3 separate regions of the Mus musculus genome follow, and regions 2 and 3 are each linked to region 1. The links are chromatin contacts, called in public HiChIP or PLAC-seq and promoter capture Hi-C maps. All regions are on one chromosome and are shown on one strand. The core of a region is the stretch at or near the end of the contact, and the rest is flanking DNA. Distances in the headings are between cores, read along the strand shown. Region 1 holds the start of Tdrd3 (tudor domain containing 3). Region 2 overlaps Diaph3 (diaphanous related formin 3). Region 3 overlaps Diaph3 (diaphanous related formin 3).

Evidence for each region. Promoter capture Hi-C pulls out the DNA fragments that hold promoters and counts their contacts. HiChIP or PLAC-seq counts read pairs in DNA pulled down with a chosen protein or histone mark.
Region 2: a contact with region 1 is called in a promoter capture Hi-C map of neural stem cells. The contact joins the enhancer-like site here to the promoter of Tdrd3 in region 1. A contact is called at or near these places in 3 of 39 promoter capture datasets (cranial neural crest, embryonic stem cells and neural stem cells) and 2 of 115 datasets of contacts at active chromatin or transcription factors (astrocytes and bone marrow-derived macrophages).
Region 3: a contact with region 1 is called in a BATF HiChIP or PLAC-seq map of CD8 T cells, with 5 read pairs. The contact joins the enhancer-like site here to the promoter of Tdrd3 in region 1. A contact is called at or near these places in 1 of 484 Hi-C or Micro-C datasets (CD4 T cells), 6 of 115 datasets of contacts at active chromatin or transcription factors (CD8 T cells, the NIH/3T3 cell line, bone marrow-derived macrophages and 3 more) and 1 of 9 other capture datasets (adipose tissue).

The regions. Positions count from the first base shown.
Region 1 is chr14:87,415,020-87,418,384 of GRCm38.p6, forward strand. Tdrd3 (tudor domain containing 3) reads left to right here and starts at 1,564. Exons shown (of 14, transcript NM_172605.3): 1 at 1,564-1,829. The coding sequence starts at 1,789.
Region 2 is chr14:86,868,327-86,871,653 of GRCm38.p6, forward strand. All of the region lies in intron 20 of Diaph3 (diaphanous related formin 3), which reads right to left. Among named protein-coding and RNA genes, the nearest start is that of Gm41222, 56 kb to the right of the region's middle. Within about 2 kb of position 1,410, at least 21 of the 459 cell types and tissues checked have an H3K27ac peak or open chromatin away from gene starts, as enhancers often do. A contact at or near this core is called in neural stem cells, where this site is marked.
Region 3 is chr14:86,734,460-86,737,935 of GRCm38.p6, forward strand. All of the region lies in intron 27 of Diaph3 (diaphanous related formin 3), which reads right to left. Among named protein-coding and RNA genes, the nearest start is that of Gm33025, 58 kb to the right of the region's middle. Within about 2 kb of position 2,007, at least 30 of the 459 cell types and tissues checked have an H3K27ac peak or open chromatin away from gene starts, as enhancers often do. A contact at or near this core is called in CD8 T cells and memory CD8 T cells, where this site is marked.

The DNA.
Region 1 (3,365 bases), core at 314-2,813:
GTGGGTAAGAGCACCCGACTGCTCTTCTGAAGGTCTGAAGTTCAAATCCCAGCAACCATATGGTGGCTCACAACCACCCGTAATGAGATCTGATGCCCTCTTCTGGTGTATCTGAAGACAACTACAGTGTACTTACATATAATAAATAAATAAATCTTAAAAAAAAAAGTTATGTTTGCTATGGTCTATTTAATAACAAAGTTGGCAATTAACCTGAGCTGTCCATTTACTTTTATTTATTTTTTTCCCCCTCTGTGTTCAGGTCAGCTTGTACATATAAACACACTTGCTGCTCATGGATGATTTAAAACATTTTCTACCACTGCAAATACTAGGAAAGAAATTTATTCCAGTTTCTGAACATGCTGTACACATTTAATTATACGTAGGAGCAAATGTGTGTTCAGAAAGACATCATAGCATATTTCCCAAGGAAGGCATAGTGACTTTAGAACTGTGAACAGCTAAAGTGAGAAAATGGAGATTTCAGTTAACTTCTGGATGCTTAATACCCTTCTTTCTCTAATAAGTTGCTTTTAAGTCTCAGGAGCAGCTGCCAATTTTGCAGTCTCTCCGAAGTCTGGCTCAGTGACGGTGACAGTAAAGGTGAAGCAGCCACCGCGACGGGTTGCAGACCGAATATAAGTTATTTTTTTATTATTAGATGTTTTCTTTATTTACACTGCAAATTTTATCGACTATAAGTTCTTAAATAGCCTGTAAGTCTGCAGAATCACTGGGAAATAACTTGCCCCCGACTCTCCTCCTCCGCGCCACCGTCCCAGGAGGAGAAGGACCCAGATTCTGGAGTAAACTTTTTAGGAGCACCAACAGGCCCGCCCCGACCCAGAAACCTCTTCTCTGATTGGGCTGTGTGACTCCTGATTGCCCAATCACGATAGGAGCGTTCCGGCGCAGCTCGGTGGCGTCGCTGCGCGTGCCCAGTCGGGGACACGCCGTGCACCCCGGTCCTCCCGCGTGCGGCAAAGGGCACGGCGTAGGGCGGTGCTAGCCCGGTTAGGTGCCGGTGCCAAGGTCGCTGGGCCACGCTGGGTTAGGGCTACGCCCAGCAGGAGGGTGACAAGAAAAAAAAGTCTTGTCCCTGTTGCCCAGTTTCAAAGCCAACTCCCTTAAGTGCAGGGTTAGGGTGTCGCGCTCACCCAACTGCCTGCGGGGACCCAGAGTGGGGTGCGAGCCGCAGTCTCTGAGCCTCGGCCGACCGCAAGGCCGGGCGAATGGAGCGGGCCCTGGTGACAACAGCCAGCTCGGGTGCAGAATGGGCTGGGCTGCACCGCCCCAAACGTGGCCGTGGTAGCATCATCCCCGATGCGCCGCCGCCCGGGCCGCGGGGGTCCGTGTCCCGCCCCGTGAGGCAGCCTAGTCCCTGGGATGCGCGGCTCCCGCATGTGTGTGCAACTTAGAAAGTGACCAAGCAGCCCGGTCCCCGGCAGCAGGAGCGGCGCCAACCAGCCTAGCCTAGCGCCGTCCCCCGCGGCGCCGTGTCCGATCCCCGGCCCAGGCCGCGTTTGGCGGCTCGCCGCTCCCAGCCCGGGCCGGCCCCTGCGGCCGCTCACAAAACGCGGCGAGCGGAACCCGCACGCGGAAGCGCCCGTCTCACTGAGCATGCCCAGTGGCACAGTCGAACAGAGGAGTTTTTTTTTCTTTTTCTTTTCTTTCTTCTTTTTTTCCCCCTCTTTCTTCTTTTTCTTTTTTCTGGGTCTCCAGTAGGAGGCCCGTCCCCCACCCTCAGTTCAGACCCCCGCCGTCCCCGAGCCTGAACAGCTAACCATGGCCGAGGTGTCCGGCGCCGCGTTGTCCCAGGCGGGTTGGTAAGTGCCGCGTCGCGCCGGCCGCCCGGCCCCGGGCTCGGGTCCGGCCCCGGGGAAGGTCGGGAGAGGGGCGCCGGGGATGCGGCGAGGAAGGCGGCCACGGCCACCCGCCCCCGTCCTCTCGGGGGCCCTCGGGGCCGGCTCCGCCCCCGGCGCCACGCGGAGCTGGGCGAGCGTCCCCGCTCCCCTAGGGGCGGCGGCCTGCGACCGGGAGCGGCGCGCCGGCGGCAGCGGCGGCGGCGGCCCGCGGGGAGAGAGCGAGGCCTCGGGGCCGGGGAGCGGGCGGCGGCCAGGCCCCGAGCCGCGCCGCTCAGGAGCACCCGCGGGGCCGAGCACGGCGCGCCGCCGCCCCTGGAGGGTGTCGCTGCGGCGGACGCGGGAGGCGGCGGCCTGCGGGAAGTTGGCGGGAGCACGGAGCCCAGCCCCGCGCGGCGGCCGGAGCCGGCCCGCTGCCCTCGTTTCAAACTACCGCGCTGACCGGAGCGCCGCTGCCCTTGCTGCACGCTCAACTCGCGAAGCAGAGAATGACCGTCCCGGCTACTCGTGCCGGGGCTGCCCCGTGGAACTTTTCTGGAAAGGATGGTGTTGGTCTGATCTTTTTTTAAAAAATACTTTTCCAGCCGTGACTTTTGGGGATCTGAAAGCAATGACAAATTACTTGACATTAAGCAGTTTCTGGAATTGCAGCCACACCAGTTGTAAACATCCAGTTTAATTCAGCGTCGCTTTCCCCAGCCTGGCGTAGGTACCTTCTGGGCTGATGGGTAGGGGTGAGGATGAAATACAGATTACTCGTCCCAGCTTTCTGAAACTACACTTTAGTGAGAAGGGAGATCAAGAAAACTATCGCAGTGTTAGCAAAGCGTGAAGGACAGACCGAGCACTTGATGACTGAAGGAGAGAAGTGGGTTCTGGCAGATGGTGAAGAAAGACTTTGCAGATGTAGAGTTAGGAATGTGTTCATTTTGGAGAAAGGACACTAGATCCTAGAGGTAACTGGAAGTAGGGAGGTATTTGAGGATTAAAGCCAAGAAGGAGGAAGCCAGTGCTTAAAGGGTTGGAATTTTACTTTGATCTTAAAGTTTTGACCAATAGGGCAGAGACAAAGCAACCCTGCTGTGAATGCTTTGCTAATTGACTTGACAGGCCTTTTTTTTTTCCTGCCCTACTCACAGGTGTAAAGATGAAGGCAAAGAATTAAGTAACTTTCTCCCATGACCTGGCTAGAAAGTGGTTGAAATAAATGTTGATGTAACTAGGCTGGTTCAGTCCTGTGTACTTAGTATTTGTTTATAAAGTACAGACCTCCTCACCCCCCGCCCCCCCCCCCATTTACTGCAAATTGTAAGTTAAAAATTTCACTTTATTCAGTTTTATTTTCCTCTTTCAATGGGATGCCTCCTTTCATTTTCTTGATTTTTTTTTTTTAACAAGGCTGTCCAGAATAAGCTTAAGTCTGTCTTCATTTTAGTTTATGTAGCCCAGGCTGGCCTCGAACTCATGATGGGATTGCAGGTTTGGATCACACCAGACTTA
Region 2 (3,327 bases), core at 160-2,659, 550 kb before region 1:
GTATGGGTGCCACTTATTAAGCTGAATACCGTCAGAATGGTGAAGAACAAAGAGGACGACTAAAATGTAGGGCATGTGATTGTAGCCATTCAGACGGGGAAGGATGGCCTAGGACAGCTCTGGTTTTCATCGGCCCCCACTCATGATTATGGAAGCAGGTGCAGTCCCAATGTTTTAGTGCCCCATGCAAAGCAATGCTGAGGTATTACAAAATATGTTAATCCTAGCATAGATTAATGTACTATTTATGTACAAAGAGGAAGGGGAAAGAAAGGCTGGTTAAATGCCTACATTATACCACCCCAAAATATGTTAAAATTTTCCTTCTGACAAGCTAACCATATGTAGCCAACCTAAAGTAATTAATTTTCCTAGAAAAACATAACCCAGATTTGTATGACTAATGAGTGTATCTGGCACCGAGGACAGGTACTGTGAAAAGAGAAAGTCTATGATGTAATGCAGAACGAAGCGCTGCATGTGCACAAAACCCTGACAAAGCAAAGTCAGGGAAGGTAACCTAAAAAGCGGCAGCTGGGAGGAGGCCTTTTGTTTTCCTTAGATACCTGGTTCCTAATGCTCGTCTGTAAACTTGGATAAATCCATATTTGGATGCTACTTGATTTCATATCTGAAGAAAAATTACTGAGCTGAAATGGGAACCTTGGAGGTCAACCTCAGCTCCTTGGTAGCCAAAAATTATAAGGATTCCTGGGCCAAGTGGATTCCCAGTTTAAAGACGGGATGACCTCAGGGTAATGGTCCAAGGTCTTGAGACTTACAACAATAATAAGGGTTCTTTAGCACGTTATTTAAAATGAACGCTTCTTCAGGTACACTAAGATTTAAAAAGGATGGAAAATATTGGTATGAACTTGAAAGGCCTTTTGTGCTACACACCATCTTCCATCTTTTATCAACACTGAGGAATTGCATCCTGTTCTTAGGAAACTCTCAGTCACCTGCTGCATGTAGAGCTGGAAAGTCAGGTGCTGTACTAGCGTGCAGAGTGACAACAGAAAGCCATGGAAGTGACAAAGGATGAGAAACAGAACAAGGGGTCAGGAGGAATAGAAAAACTTGACTCAAGCAAAATAAGAATCAGAAAATCGGGGAGTGGGGGGTTTCATTTTATAGTTAATACTATACTTTTTGTTTTATAACTTCAAAATAACCAAATCTATTATATTGACTTATAAACTGATCATACTGACTTGCATTCTGAAGATTAAGCTAAAGATTAAAAAGTCCTTTGACTTCAGTGCTATTTCTAAAAGATATATTTTTTATGTTATGCGTGTGAGTGTTGGACCTGTGTATCTGCACCATGTACCCGCAGTGCACACAGGGGCCAGGAGAGGGAGTCGGGTTCCAGACAACAACAGTAAGATGGTTATCTGGCACCATGGGAAACAAGCCAGGCTTTCTGGGAGAGCAGCCAGTTAATGGATCACTGAGCCCTTTCTCTAGCACACTAGTCCTATTGCTGAAGGCCGAGCAATACAGTTGATGCCACCATTCATAGAAAGCAACCAAGAAGACACAAGATCAAAAGCAAAAAAGCTAACTTTTACTTCAAAATTTTGTTTCTTGGGCACAAACAAGAGCGATGGTGTAAGGAAACACAAGAGACAATGAACCCATGAGAATAGAGTAGATCCATTCCATACTGTGAGAGAAACTGAAGTCCTAGCCACTGTTTTTGGAGCCCACCGCTTCTCATTTAGTACTGTCTCAATCAGCAGATGCAACATCCCGTAATTTCATTACAAGGAAATTTTGTCCACTTTCCATAAAGGAAAACTAAATAAATTTGTAATTTTTATAACAACTGTGTGTTAACATCCAATACAGTTCTCTTTATAGTGTGTTTTATTATAGTCAGCAATTGGACTTATTAAAAACTGGAGGGATTTTTCTCCTCTACTTCACAGAATTTATATGGTCTTACCTCAAGAGAAATTTGAGTGATTAGTAACTTTGTCAATATTCTCTAAAGTCATAAAACTAACTGTGAAGTTTCTATCACTACAGTACCTTGACTGAAAAGATACCAGCTCCGATCTTAACTGCCCTAATGTTCCAGATGCATGCCTGGTGAATACCTCACTATAAGGAAAGATGGAACAAACATTCAAGTCACAGGGCTCTGGGCTTCCAGCTACCTTGCTGTTGGTCAAGCATTAGCACCACAGTGGGAAAATTCAGTCACAATTTATAAAGCAACTGGAATGAACCTCAAGCTGTATGTAGCTCTACATTTTCTTATGAGGATGGACTTGAATTCCCAAGCACAGTTACTAAGCAACACCTACAAAGCATGGTCCTTCCAGCGTTGGCCTGTCATCATCTCGATGTCTCTCAGCTCTCCTTCATGTGCACTGCTGTTAACTACAGAGCTGAGATCTGGGTCCTCTTACAGATCACATTTCCTAATACAGTGTCGCCTTAGACTTGTCTAAAAGCAAATTCTTCCATTTCCTGTGGGAGAGGGGCGATAAGCATTGGCTCAGAAGAGAACTGCATCTTAGGTTCTGAACAGCAAGGACAGCACTGAGAAAATTCTGGGATCTAACAGGAGTAAAGGCATTAAAAACTCTGTGTTTTTAATTATGTGGGGGGAAAAATGCCTATCTTCCACCATTGGCAGGCCAGTATGCTCATGATCTCCAGAAAACTCAGGGGAAAAGAAGTTAATTTCACTTAGAGAAAAGCTGGGGGTCGGGGGAGGGAGAAAAAAAATAAAAAAAAAAAGAAAAGAAACCCTATCCATGTGCCTTATGTCTGAGTAGTACTCAGAATATCAAAAATGTTTTTAAAATAAATGTGGCCTTATGATATTAAAGCTGTTATGCTAAAATTATTTAAGAAAACTAAACAACAGCAAAGTACATATGGCATAATTTTTACATGCTTCATAGAAGGCAAGCAAGCCAAGACTTGCACATTTATACATTTATACATTTATACATTTATAAATCTGCCTTCAGTGTCACTGATTTCTCTGCTTGCTTCAATAAACTATTAAACCTATGAGTTAAAATTTTCAATTTAGTTATTGAACTTTTCAGCTCAAGCATTCCCATATGGTACATTTTTGTCACTTTCGTTTCTTTGCAAATATTTCTTAATTAAGAACATTTCCATTTGCCTGTCTGTCCCCTGCCCTCAGCGTTCCCTTCGGATCTCTGAAGAGCAGCGCCATACCCACACAAAGCTTGGACAAGTGCAATCCACAGCTGAACCAATTTGGGAACCGATTTGTTTTGCTGTTTTTCTTAACAATTTGTCTAGTTTTCTTATTCCTCAATTTTTAAGTTCTGTATT
Region 3 (3,476 bases), core at 757-3,256, 680 kb before region 1:
TCGGAATGTGGTACTGGAGTTCATTCGCTGTGGTGGAGCTTACAAATGCCTGGTGAGTTTTACACATTAATCTACACCCAACATATGTATATAGACGAGAGCATCATGGGTTGAATATGCCGATTTCAAACTACTGATTCCTTGCTCCATGCTAGGTATTGCCATGGGGGGTAGTGGTGGTGGGGGCCCTTGGTGCATGGCCTCTTTCGTGAAGTTTATAGTAGCTTCCTATAAATATAATTATTTCAACACTGGAGATTAAAAAAATAAATCTATACTTAATATTAGGAATGTAAGTAAAATCCAGATGGGTTGTAGAATTAAATAGAGTCATAAAACAGAAGAGTGTGAGTTTTAGAGAAAAATTCTGTTGGGCTCTTGAGAAGTGCTCCATGGTTTCACTGGGCAGAGTACTTTTAACAAGTAGAACCAAATGTGATTACAGAGAAGCAGCCACTCAGTATTTTATAGAAAACTGAGAAGTCGCAGTCCAAGAGCATCACATGGCTGTGGGGAACAGCCAGCTCCCTCTCTTGGCGGAGCGTGTGTCCCCAGGTCTCCTGGGCTCTTGCTGGCCAAGCCCACTGCCATGAAGTGCCCAGGCTCCAGCAGGAGTTTGGATTTTAGGCCCACTCTAGGAGTAGGATAATTACATACTTTCAAGTTTATATAGCCTCACACTATATAAACTTGAAAGCACTTAAAAATTACAAAGAAAACTGGGATGAATTCGATTATTTAAGAGCAAACAAAATTAAAACAACTACAATAATTTGGGAAGAGCTAAGAGCTTTTAAACTGTTTTTATTGTAAAAGGAGAAATTGTAGGGCGGACAACACAACAAGGTGAAGTCGGCTGTCCTTTGGTTCCTACATTCTGCTACTGGGAGAGAATCACTCATGCTAGAAAAAAACAAAACAAACAAACCGACAGCAGGGTACATTTAAAACCAGTTAAACACACGATACAGTTGGTATGAGAAGTTTAGTACTGCAGTCGATGACGTGAGGTCAACAATCTCGCTATTGGAGTCTGAGGCCACTCTGCATCTATCGCCTTATCCTTGCTGTTCTATAGGACACAACACGCACTCTGTCAGTGCTCAATGCTATTTGCAAAAATCCCGACTCCATACCTCATCTGAAAATATCATGCTGTATGGTCCCAGCCCACACCTCCCAGTCCTCTCGTGGTTCCCATGCAGTAACCCCCCTGCCAACATCCCAGTGCCCATGGCACCCTCACAAGGCACGTCCTTCCTGTGTTAAAGCTGGGACGCTACTGCTTCCTTCTCCTTTACTTGAGAGACGTTCTTTCCACACCGTACCTTAAATGCCACTACCTAAGGAACTGCTGCTCTTTATTCTAGTTTTTCAACTCTAAGATAGAACTATCTTAGGCGTGTTGACTTGCTGTTGAAGGAGAAGGTGTGGACCTCACTAGGTACCCAAACCAGAAACATTTAGAGCCCCAGCATCTACAATGGATGTTACTGGGATCCACGGAATGAACACTTATTGGATGGATTTCACAGCTTTATACGACCATGGTCAGGAAGAAATGGAGATTTCATGTCCAACAGCAAGTAACATTTTGAGCTTAAATGTTTAATTCTGATTAATATCCCATAAAGTTCACAAGAAAATCCAATCATATAATTATATTAAGAAAGAGTATTTGGGACACAAAGACAAGCCGCAGCACAGCAAAAAAGAATGTCATTTTGATAAATATTAAGCAATCTAATTAGACGGCCACCATACCGACTTCTGTATAACATTTTTGACCTGTAAATTGTGCCTCCACACCATGAAGGCAGCTCTGTAATTACACCAATCACCATGGCTAAAAAGCTTAGAAACAGAACGAGCCAGTAAATCAACATAAAAGACATAATTGCCATATTCAAAGATCATATGAGGCTGCTTGTTATCTACAGTCCAATATGGTTATTAAGGGGGGACAGGGGGAGGCACAAGAAGAACCAAAGTCAGATGCTTAGCTTGTTCACAGCCTGTATGAACAAGGCTTATACCTAAATCTTTTGCTTGTTGTTCTTTGGTTTCACCACCTAAATTTGGAGACTTAAAAAACATCTAGGTGGTCTTTGCAGATTAACTGTATAATCCATGTGACTATATCATTTAAAATATTTAGGAATATTTTATTATGTGAAATGACCCACTGGGCTTAACAAATCTTTGTAGGATATTAGAATAATTTATTAGAGCCAGATTGAGTTAATGATCTTCAACTTTGATGCTCATTATTTTGTAAAATTTCACTTGTGCTGTTTTCTTTTCTTTCATTTTGAGACAGGATATCACTTGTGGTCTAGGCTGCCTTGAACTCAGAGATGTGCCTGTGTGTGTTTCCTGAGTTGGGGTTAAAGGTGTATACCACTACACCACTACATTCAGCTTTGCAAGTTTTAACATGTTGACATTAGGGGTTGTTATATGTTAACTGTTCTTGTACCTTTGAATAATCCCAGAGTTCTTACAGATCAGTTGTTAGCGGTCTACCTACTTATCATCATTGTTCTTGTGCTATTTTTGACATAGGCACCCCTCAAGTTTGGCTGGTTTCTTTAGTAAATTAACAGAACTAGTGTAGACTATTCTGAACTTCAGACCTCTGAGCATCAAGCTGGGCATCATATAGTACAGTTTTGTTTTAACGAGATATAGTAAATAACAGAAGAGATTAGAAGAGAAGAGAGAACTTACTGCATGTAGGAAAAGTATAATAAAAGTTATTCTTCTGCTTTATAGTTTTTAGGTAGGGTGTGTGGATACGTTTATTAGATCATAATGTATCGTAATGCAGTGTGTCATCTGCATGTGGGTTCCCACCAGGCACTGAGGAAGATCTTTAGAGCACTCTGATATTTAGAATATGTAACTCTTATGGATGTAATTCTTTATGCTAATTTTTCTTCTTACATCATTCCTCATTAAAGAGTATTACTGAGTTATAGACAATTTTATTCAAATGAGACTATTAAGAAATTATCTCATTACTGAATATAGAATGCTCATTATCATAAGAAACCCACAAGAAATAGATTTCTAGCAGGTTTTCTAAAAATGAATTAGAAATTAATTTCTTAACACTTTTCAAATGAAAATACCACAGTTAAGGTATTTGTTAAAAAACAAAAACTGTTCTAGAGAAACTAGTAGGTAACTTTGCCACATCATCTTGCATATAAAAAGTTTCAGGTAAAAATAAAAATATGTGTTTACAAGTCATTCCACATTAGTCACATGACATGAAGAAATCAAGTCAGTGCTAACCAGGAAGCTCCCTCAGTCCTGCCTGGCTCTCCTAGTACTGGCAGCTGCTATGTAGGCTGCTAGGCGTGCGGGTCCACAGTCTCTCGCTGTGAACCCTGGGAAGTACAGTAGTGACGAGCAGGGCCGGACAGGCCTCTGGTGCACAAGTGGCAAAGTACTGAGATGGTGAGGGGTAA